2 separate regions of the Gossypium hirsutum genome follow, and region 1 is linked to region 2. The links are chromatin contacts, called in public Hi-C maps. All regions are on one chromosome and are shown on one strand. The core of a region is the stretch at or near the end of the contact, and the rest is flanking DNA. Distances in the headings are between cores, read along the strand shown. Region 1 overlaps LOC107959940 (protein TIFY 6B). Region 2 holds the start of LOC107955712 (importin-4).

Region 1 (3,506 bases), core at 320-2,819, 710 kb before region 2:
AAAAAAATTATTTTATATAAATTTAATAAGGTTTCAAATATTGCTTTTGTATATAAATATACAATTTTTAACTCCATGAGACGAAATGCATAATTTTTTTTCCTAATTGGTGTGACCTATTAATTGGATTTCAACTCAATTAGGAAAATTATTTTAATGCCTATTTGCATTTAAAATAAATTATACTATTTGAGAGTATTTTAGTCTTTTTTTTAAAAAGTAATAAAAATATGTATATGATAATATTTGAATTCATATCAACTGAGTTAGAAAAGTCTTAAATTTACTACTCAATCAAAATTTCGTTTTAATATTCTTATACATTTTAATTTTATTATTGACACGTTATAAACTCCATCAATTGCATATATTCTTATATGTTACTTTATTTATTTTATTTTATTTTTAAACACACATTTGTGTTCTATATTTATGGTTTCCACACGTATACGCGCGTAAGATATGATTTCTAGTATATAATAATTAAAGTTAGAAAAAAGTTAAAAGTCAAGAAAGTTTGTTATAAACTCAAAAAGTTAAAAAAATATTATTTTTGTGTATATACATTTACAAAATTTGCAAAAATTAAAATTTTATAGCATTATTTTTTTCTAAAATTATATAAAAATATTACTGATGTAAAATCATCATTTTTAAAAAAAAAAACCTTTTTTCTAATATATTTGATCATTTTTGGAAAAAAATAATTTTAAATTATTGAATTTTTTTGAGTAATTATTTGTACACAAACGGAAAACTTTAAACTCTACAAGCAAAGTTAAAATTTTATCATGTGTCATTAAGTTGTATTTAAAAATTTTAAAAATAAATTTAGCCTCCATTGTTTACTTATTTTGTCATATTGGCCCTCAATCTATAAAATTAATCAAATTATTTTCTTTTTTATGAAAAATTTGACTGAACTGTTAAAATTTTAATGACATTGACGTGACAGTTCACGTGACATTTTAGGTATACTTCACTGCTAATATGGTAAAATTTTTAAAAGTTTTTATGAGCTTTTTTTACATATGTTGATTTTTTTTTTAAAAAAGCATTAAAATTTTAAAATTTTTTATGAATATGTGAACTGCGACCTTTCATATTAGTGTTGTTAGTTGAGTCAGTTTTCTGAAAAAAAAAATAAGCAACTTGATTAAATATTAAAAAAAAACCCAAGATAACTAAAAAAAAAGTTAAAATGAGAAAATAAGTAAAGGTGAGTTAATAAATATAGAATATGAGTACTGTCCCGTACCTAATCTGATTGGTCAATCAGTTTTCCTGTCTTCTCAACAAGAATCAATGCACCCAAAATGGTTCTTATTCCACCCTTTCTCAACTTTACCCACAAATTCCTGCCAGCTTCATAACTTCTCCATTCCTCTTTAAATTTCTTAATATTTTCTTTGTTTCCCTCAAGCATTGGTGACACAATTCCATTGAATATATCACTCTATGATTCGAAATCCTCTGATTTTCACGTTGAATGTCCCCAACATTCCATCCCACGTGCCAAAGTTGTCCACTTCAGATGTCTCTGACCACTTTGACAATTACACCCATATTATATAGTCATACTACAAACCAAAGCCAATTCAGTAACTCTGATTGGAAATCTATCTAATCCACATCCTCAATCTTTTTTAGTTGGGTCGTCATAATCAACAATGTAGCATTCATGCAACTTTAAGGTATCACCTCCAACCCCCCCCCCCAATAGCTCTGCTATGCTATCTTCTTGTAATTCCACACATGCAAAGGGAATCCATAAATTTCCACCCCAGTTGCTCTGTATTCATGTCTCTGACTAGAAAGTTGCTTTGCATCAATCTAAAAACACCATTTTTTCTAAGTGATGCCTATGATGATTGAAGCAACGAAGGCAAAACAAGAGGCAATAGTAGCGGAATAGGATCTTTACTTTGATAGAATGAACTAAATGAAACCGATTATGATGATGATGATGTATTTAAATTGAAGTCCATTGCTTGTGATGCTGAAGCCTTGCAATCAACATTAGGCTTAATCCGCATAGGACAAGGGGCTCGCCTTTGAAGCCTGCTAAGTGGGCTTGTAGATACCGGTTCATCTTTGTGAACACAAAATTGGAACCTTGGGAACTCAGTATCAGATTCTGCCATTGTCTCTCCTCTATCTGCTCATCTCTATCACATCCTAAGTGCATCATATTGCTTTATGCAGACCACGTTGCTTTCTGTGATTGTGTGTTGAAATTGAAAGAATTGTGAGAAGATTTATTTGGGAACAGTAGGGAAATAGCTCCGGTGAAATGGGATATTATGTTGTTAGCCTTGTATAAATGGTGATTTTAGGCATCCGTAGATTGAGGGAGCAAAACCAAGCTTTTATGTTTGAGATCGATTCAGAAAAAAAAAAATACAAAATCTTAGATTGAGGGAGCAAAACCAAGCTTTTATGTTTGAGATCGATTCAGAAAAAAAAAATACAAAATCTTACTGTTGTATTATTTTTTTTATAATGTAACAAAAGATTGAATGGGTTACAAAGTAGAAAATAATCCCACACTAATACCAAACAAAAAAAAAAAAAGAAAAATAGGGTACAATTATAGACCCTAAGAAATAAAGTACACAAATATAAAATTCATTCAGTTGAAGGGAATTACATATATAAAACTTAAATTACTTTCCTTTTAATGACACCAAATAAGTAACCATGGCTAAACCCTGAAAGACCAAACCTTGTTGCAGGGTTTGCACAGCCAAGTTCATGCATTTGATCCCTGGGTTGTACAATGTGGAGGTTTCTTGCTTAGATCATATGGTGATGCAGTCATAATCCTACAAACAGAGCACCAGCCAGATAATTAGGCTTTAATTCGAGCATGAGATCGGAACTTGAGCTTTAAACCTATCATCCAACTGTGGTACAAGTGTCTAATATGAATATGTTCAAACTTTTTCTAAGTTTTCCATGTATTTAAAGAATCATGTTCATATATGTTGGACACGAGTACTCTACACATATAGAACATGAGTACTTTAAAAAAGAGTAGAATTCATGCCTCAGCTATCAAACTTGCAATAAACACCAGAGGATTAATATATTTACATCTCATAATCTTGAGACTTTAAGGTTTCTACTAAAATGCCATTAAGCTGCCAATAACTGTTCCTTGTATAAAAACTAACCTCTCCTTGCGCTTCTCCAAAAACCGAGCCAAGGATGCTTTGCGAGCCTGTGGCACTGCAAGCAAATGATTCCGCGTTATTTACCGATAACTTTCAGTGGTGAGTAAGTTCTGAAGAGTGAATTTAGCTTAACCAAAATGCATACCAGTAGGCATAATGCTGGTTGGGGTAACAGGTCCCATGGTATTTGCCAATTTAGGAGACTCCACTAGGCTAATAGGGGTTGTCAGACTTCCTGTGGTCTTGCATACGGTCTTTTCATCAGTACTAGTGGATCCACTCCTGGATTGAACACCAGTGTGAGATGAAACCGATAAAGGGCTTGGGATA
Region 2 (3,996 bases), core at 958-3,457:
CAATAGGCTTACGTGCTGGCTATAAGATTCATAATCTCTTAAATTGGTTAATTCTTCCGCAACATATGAGAGAGATGCATTGATAGCCAATTGTTATGCATTGCCTTAAGGTTAATGCTGATGTTGCACTAGACTTAAACGAGCGAGTTGTTGGGTTAGAAGCCATCATGCGGAATAGAGATAGCATGGAGCTTGGAGGATACACAAGGCTTCCATGCGAGTGTGCGCAAGTTATTTAGGTTATGGCTTATGCAATTTTCATGGGCTAGGAGCTTGTTCATGAAATGGGTCTTAAAAATATTATTGTTGAATTTGATAATTATCTTATATATTTTTAAAAGTAATATCTTATAATTACTAAGTTAACTCATGAAAGCTAGGTTTATCTTTATTTGTTTAATGAGGCTCAAACTTTTGTAGGTTTTATTTTATTTTATTAATTTTGTTTATAAACCTAGATTGGCAAAGTTTGTTATCGATGTGCTTCATGTTGCATGGATCTTAGATGTAATGTTGAGCTTCGGTTTGTACTTCATTATTCAACTAAATTTTATAAACTTGTAATTGCGGATGTACGTTTTTAAAGAAAAAATTAAATATTGTCATGTTCAAAAATAAATTTGGTAAACTATTGAAATAGTCACTTTTGTTAGCTTCAAGTTACTTTTTAGTCACATATGTATTGAAATGTTACGTTTTAATCACTTACATTATCGTGTTGTAACATTTTAGTCACTTAGATGTTAACTGTTATTAATGGTGTGATAGTAAGCTGACGTGGCATGTTAAATAATCATTTCAAACGAAAATTTTAGGTTAAATTATGCGATTGGTCCTTTTTTTGTTTTGAGCAATTTAATTTTTTCTTTTATGTTCTTTTAGTTTTCCTTTTTTTTTCTTTATTTTCCATTCTTTTCTACTTGTTACCTAAAATTTTTGAAGGTTGGAGAAGAAAGTGGTGGTGTCACAAGGGCACTATTAGAGATTCCGAGAGGAGGAAGAGACGAAGGAATGGTGCTTCGAAAGAACGGAATGAGACTAGACGAATTATTTGCAGCAGCCCTAGTGGGAATGGGGAAGGAAATGGAGGAAGGACTGACTTGACATGAAGGAATTGTACTTGGAAATGCAGAAGATAAAGGACTAGGATTTTGGGAAGAATATGGGGTAATTTTAGCTAAATTGATTGCTATATCAATCGGAGGTGGCTTACATCCCTAAACAACAAATCCAATGAAAAACCAAAACTAATCAACACATTAATGCTCAAGAGGATTATACAGGAAAAACAAAAGCTGATCAAGAAAATTTGTTCACAGTCCAATTAATAAAGTTTCAGTTCCAACAGTTATTGTCTTTAAGTGGGAACTATTGTTTTCATGTATGACTTTCTGTTGATTTTTCCAATATTCCAAGCGATCAAACAGAAGCCAAACCAAACAGAAATAAAGCAAATCAAGTAAAAAAAACCCAGAAAGCATAACCAAACTAATTAAAATTGGTATGGGAACCAGATCCAACTAAATTACAACTAAAACAAAATGAGTAGAGAAGGAAAAGAGTTGCATTTTGTTTGAACAAATCTACCCTTTTGTGAGTAGTGAAAAGAAGAAGAGAAGGGTAAATTAGGTACCTTTCGATAAGTGGTGCCATCATTTTCAACAACCCAACCAGCCTCAACACAAAGAGCTTTGAGGACCTCATTGTTATCACAGTGCTTGGGTAGATTATAATTTCATTGAGCTCTCAGCCCAGTATATATCTTAGCAGCGATAGCTCTTCTACTCCTCTCCCTTCTCATGTTGTTTTCTCTCTCCCTCTATGACGGCTTCCTCCTTTGTGCTGGTGCCGGCATTGACCTATCAGCTTATTGGTGTCCACTTTCTCTAGAAGTAGAAGTGAATAAAAAATAAAGAAAAAATAATATAAAAGAAGAAAAATTAAATTACTTAAAACGAAAAATATAAGGATCAATTATATATTTTAACCTAATATTTTCATTTGAGATAATGATTTAACAAAAATTAATAATTCAATGACTAAAATGTTACAATACGATAATATAAGTGATTAAAACGTAACATTTCAAATATAAATGACTAAATTATAACCTGAGTCAAACAAAAATGACTATTTTAACAATTTACCCAAAAAATTTAAATACATTATATTCAATGTATTTAAATACGTAATAGAAAATCTGAATGACATTCCCTCGTTTTAAAGACCCAAAAACAGCTCAGCCCATCAAAGGATATAAACTTAGAAGGGAAGCAAAAACACTTCACCATATTCAGCAGGAGCCTCCGCAGTAGGGTTTACTACCATTTCCCTCTCTACCATCTCCAATTCCTCCAACTCAAACTCAAGCGAGACAACGATGGCACAATCCCTAGAACTGTTGTTGATTCAATTCTTAATGCCAGACAACGATGCAAGGAGGCAAGCGGAGGATCAAATTAAGCGGCTGGCGAAGGATCCGCAAGTCGTTCCGGCTCTCGTTCAGCACCTTCGCACTGCCAAGACTCCCAACGTCCGTCAACTCGCCGCAGTTCTCCTAAGGAAGAAGATCACTGGACACTGGGCTAAGCTCGCTCCTCAGGTTAAGCAACTTGTCAAGCAGTCCCTCATTGAAAGCATCACAATGGAACATAGGTTTATTATTGGAATTTACTTTTTTATTAGTTCTTTATTGCTTTTGATCTCCAATTGGAATTGAATTCGATTTTCGGTGGCTTGATTTTTGACAGTCCACCAGTGAGGCGAGCCAGCGCGAACGTAGTGAGTATAGTTGCGAAATACGCTGTTCCGGCTGGAGAATGGCCTGATCTGCTGCCGTTTCTGTTTCAGTGTAGTCAAAGTCCACAGGAAGATCATAGAGAAGTAATATTTTGATTTATGTTTTCGGGAAAGTTGACTCTGTTGCATTGCTAAAAAATTCACTATTAAGTAGGATCAAGAAATCCATGAATTTTGGAAGTAATCAAGAAAGTCTTATATTTATGTGTTCAATTATGCAATTTATGCCAAAATTGATATCTGAAGCGCTTCTTTACCAAATGCAATCTAGCCAAGAAATAGTAGTTAGTACAAGCTTATAGTAAATGATGTTATTTGCTCATCATACTTATCAGTAGAAAAAGAGTTAAAATGCATATTTTATGCACAATAATAGAAATATCAATTTGCTGCATTTCATAAAAGTGTAACAAAGTAGTTAGCATGAAGGGTTCTTTGACTGGTATAATGCATGTTATCTTAAGTTTAAGTTTAAATTGAATGACAGATTTTTTGGTGCTCTGATAGGCCAAGAAAACTTCTTGTGACATGAAGCCATTTGTAGGATCTTCATCTAGTTTATCATGACATATTAACTTCCCTTAATGGACATCTGTGCTTGCATGCTGTTGTAGTCAATCATGTCTTCCTATTTGTGTCATTTTGGCCTGAAACTGGACCTTGCAAGGTATCAGCTTTCTTTAGATAGCAGCTCTCATTTCTCGTGTCCAGTTCATGCCATTTCCATTTTATGGACTAACAAATGTATCTGTCTGCTTCTGGTGATATAAGGTGGCTTTGATACTTTTCAGCTCTTTGACTGAAACAATTGGGAGCACCTTTAGACCTCATTTTGCAGACCTGCAAGCACTTCTGCTCAAGTGCTTGCAGGATGAGACAAGCAATCGTGTCAGAGTTGCTGCCCTAAAGTAACCTTTTTTCCCTCGTGATACTTTATTGCTGATCTTGTTGGTTGTTAGGAAATAACTTTTGGGGGTTTGTTTACATGATTTAGACATTTTTTTTTCCAGGGCAGTGGGATCATTTCTTGAATTCACAAATGATGGGGCTGAAGTGGTGAGTTCTGTACTTTTTCTCAACTGTAAATTCTCCCTTTTTTCAGTAATGATATCATATCTTTCCATTTCATACTATTTTATAGCTAAGCACCTGGTTATCTTTTGATTATGCAGACTGTTTTAAGTGTGTGTCGCAAAG

What was found. A called contact is a pair of places that touch in the nucleus more often than the background predicts.
Region 1: a contact with region 2 is called in a Hi-C map of leaf, with 6 times the contacts expected there. The contact joins the enhancer-like site here to the promoter of LOC107955712 in region 2. A contact is called at or near these places in 4 of 34 Hi-C or Micro-C datasets (callus and leaf).

The regions. Positions count from the first base shown.
Region 1 is chrA05:48,499,309-48,502,814 of Gossypium_hirsutum_v2.1, reverse strand. LOC107959940 (protein TIFY 6B) reads right to left here. Exons shown (of 7, transcript XM_016896111.2): 5 at 3,322-3,506; 6 at 3,177-3,231; 7 at 2,469-2,825. The coding sequence ends at 2,753. Among protein-coding and RNA genes, the nearest start is that of LOC107959940, 3.4 kb to the right of the region's middle. Within about 2 kb of position 1,569, at least 2 of the 9 cell types and tissues checked have an H3K27ac peak or open chromatin away from gene starts, as enhancers often do. A contact at or near this core is called in leaf, where this site is marked.
Region 2 is chrA05:47,793,779-47,797,774 of Gossypium_hirsutum_v2.1, reverse strand. LOC107955712 (importin-4) reads left to right here and starts at 2,207. Exons shown (of 21, transcript XM_016891511.2): 1 at 2,207-2,655; 2 at 2,751-2,883; 3 at 3,571-3,707; 4 at 3,810-3,855. The coding sequence starts at 2,381. It overlaps LOC121229171 (a long non-coding RNA gene), which reads right to left and starts at 1,926. Exons shown (of 2, transcript XR_005926817.1): 1 at 1,634-1,926.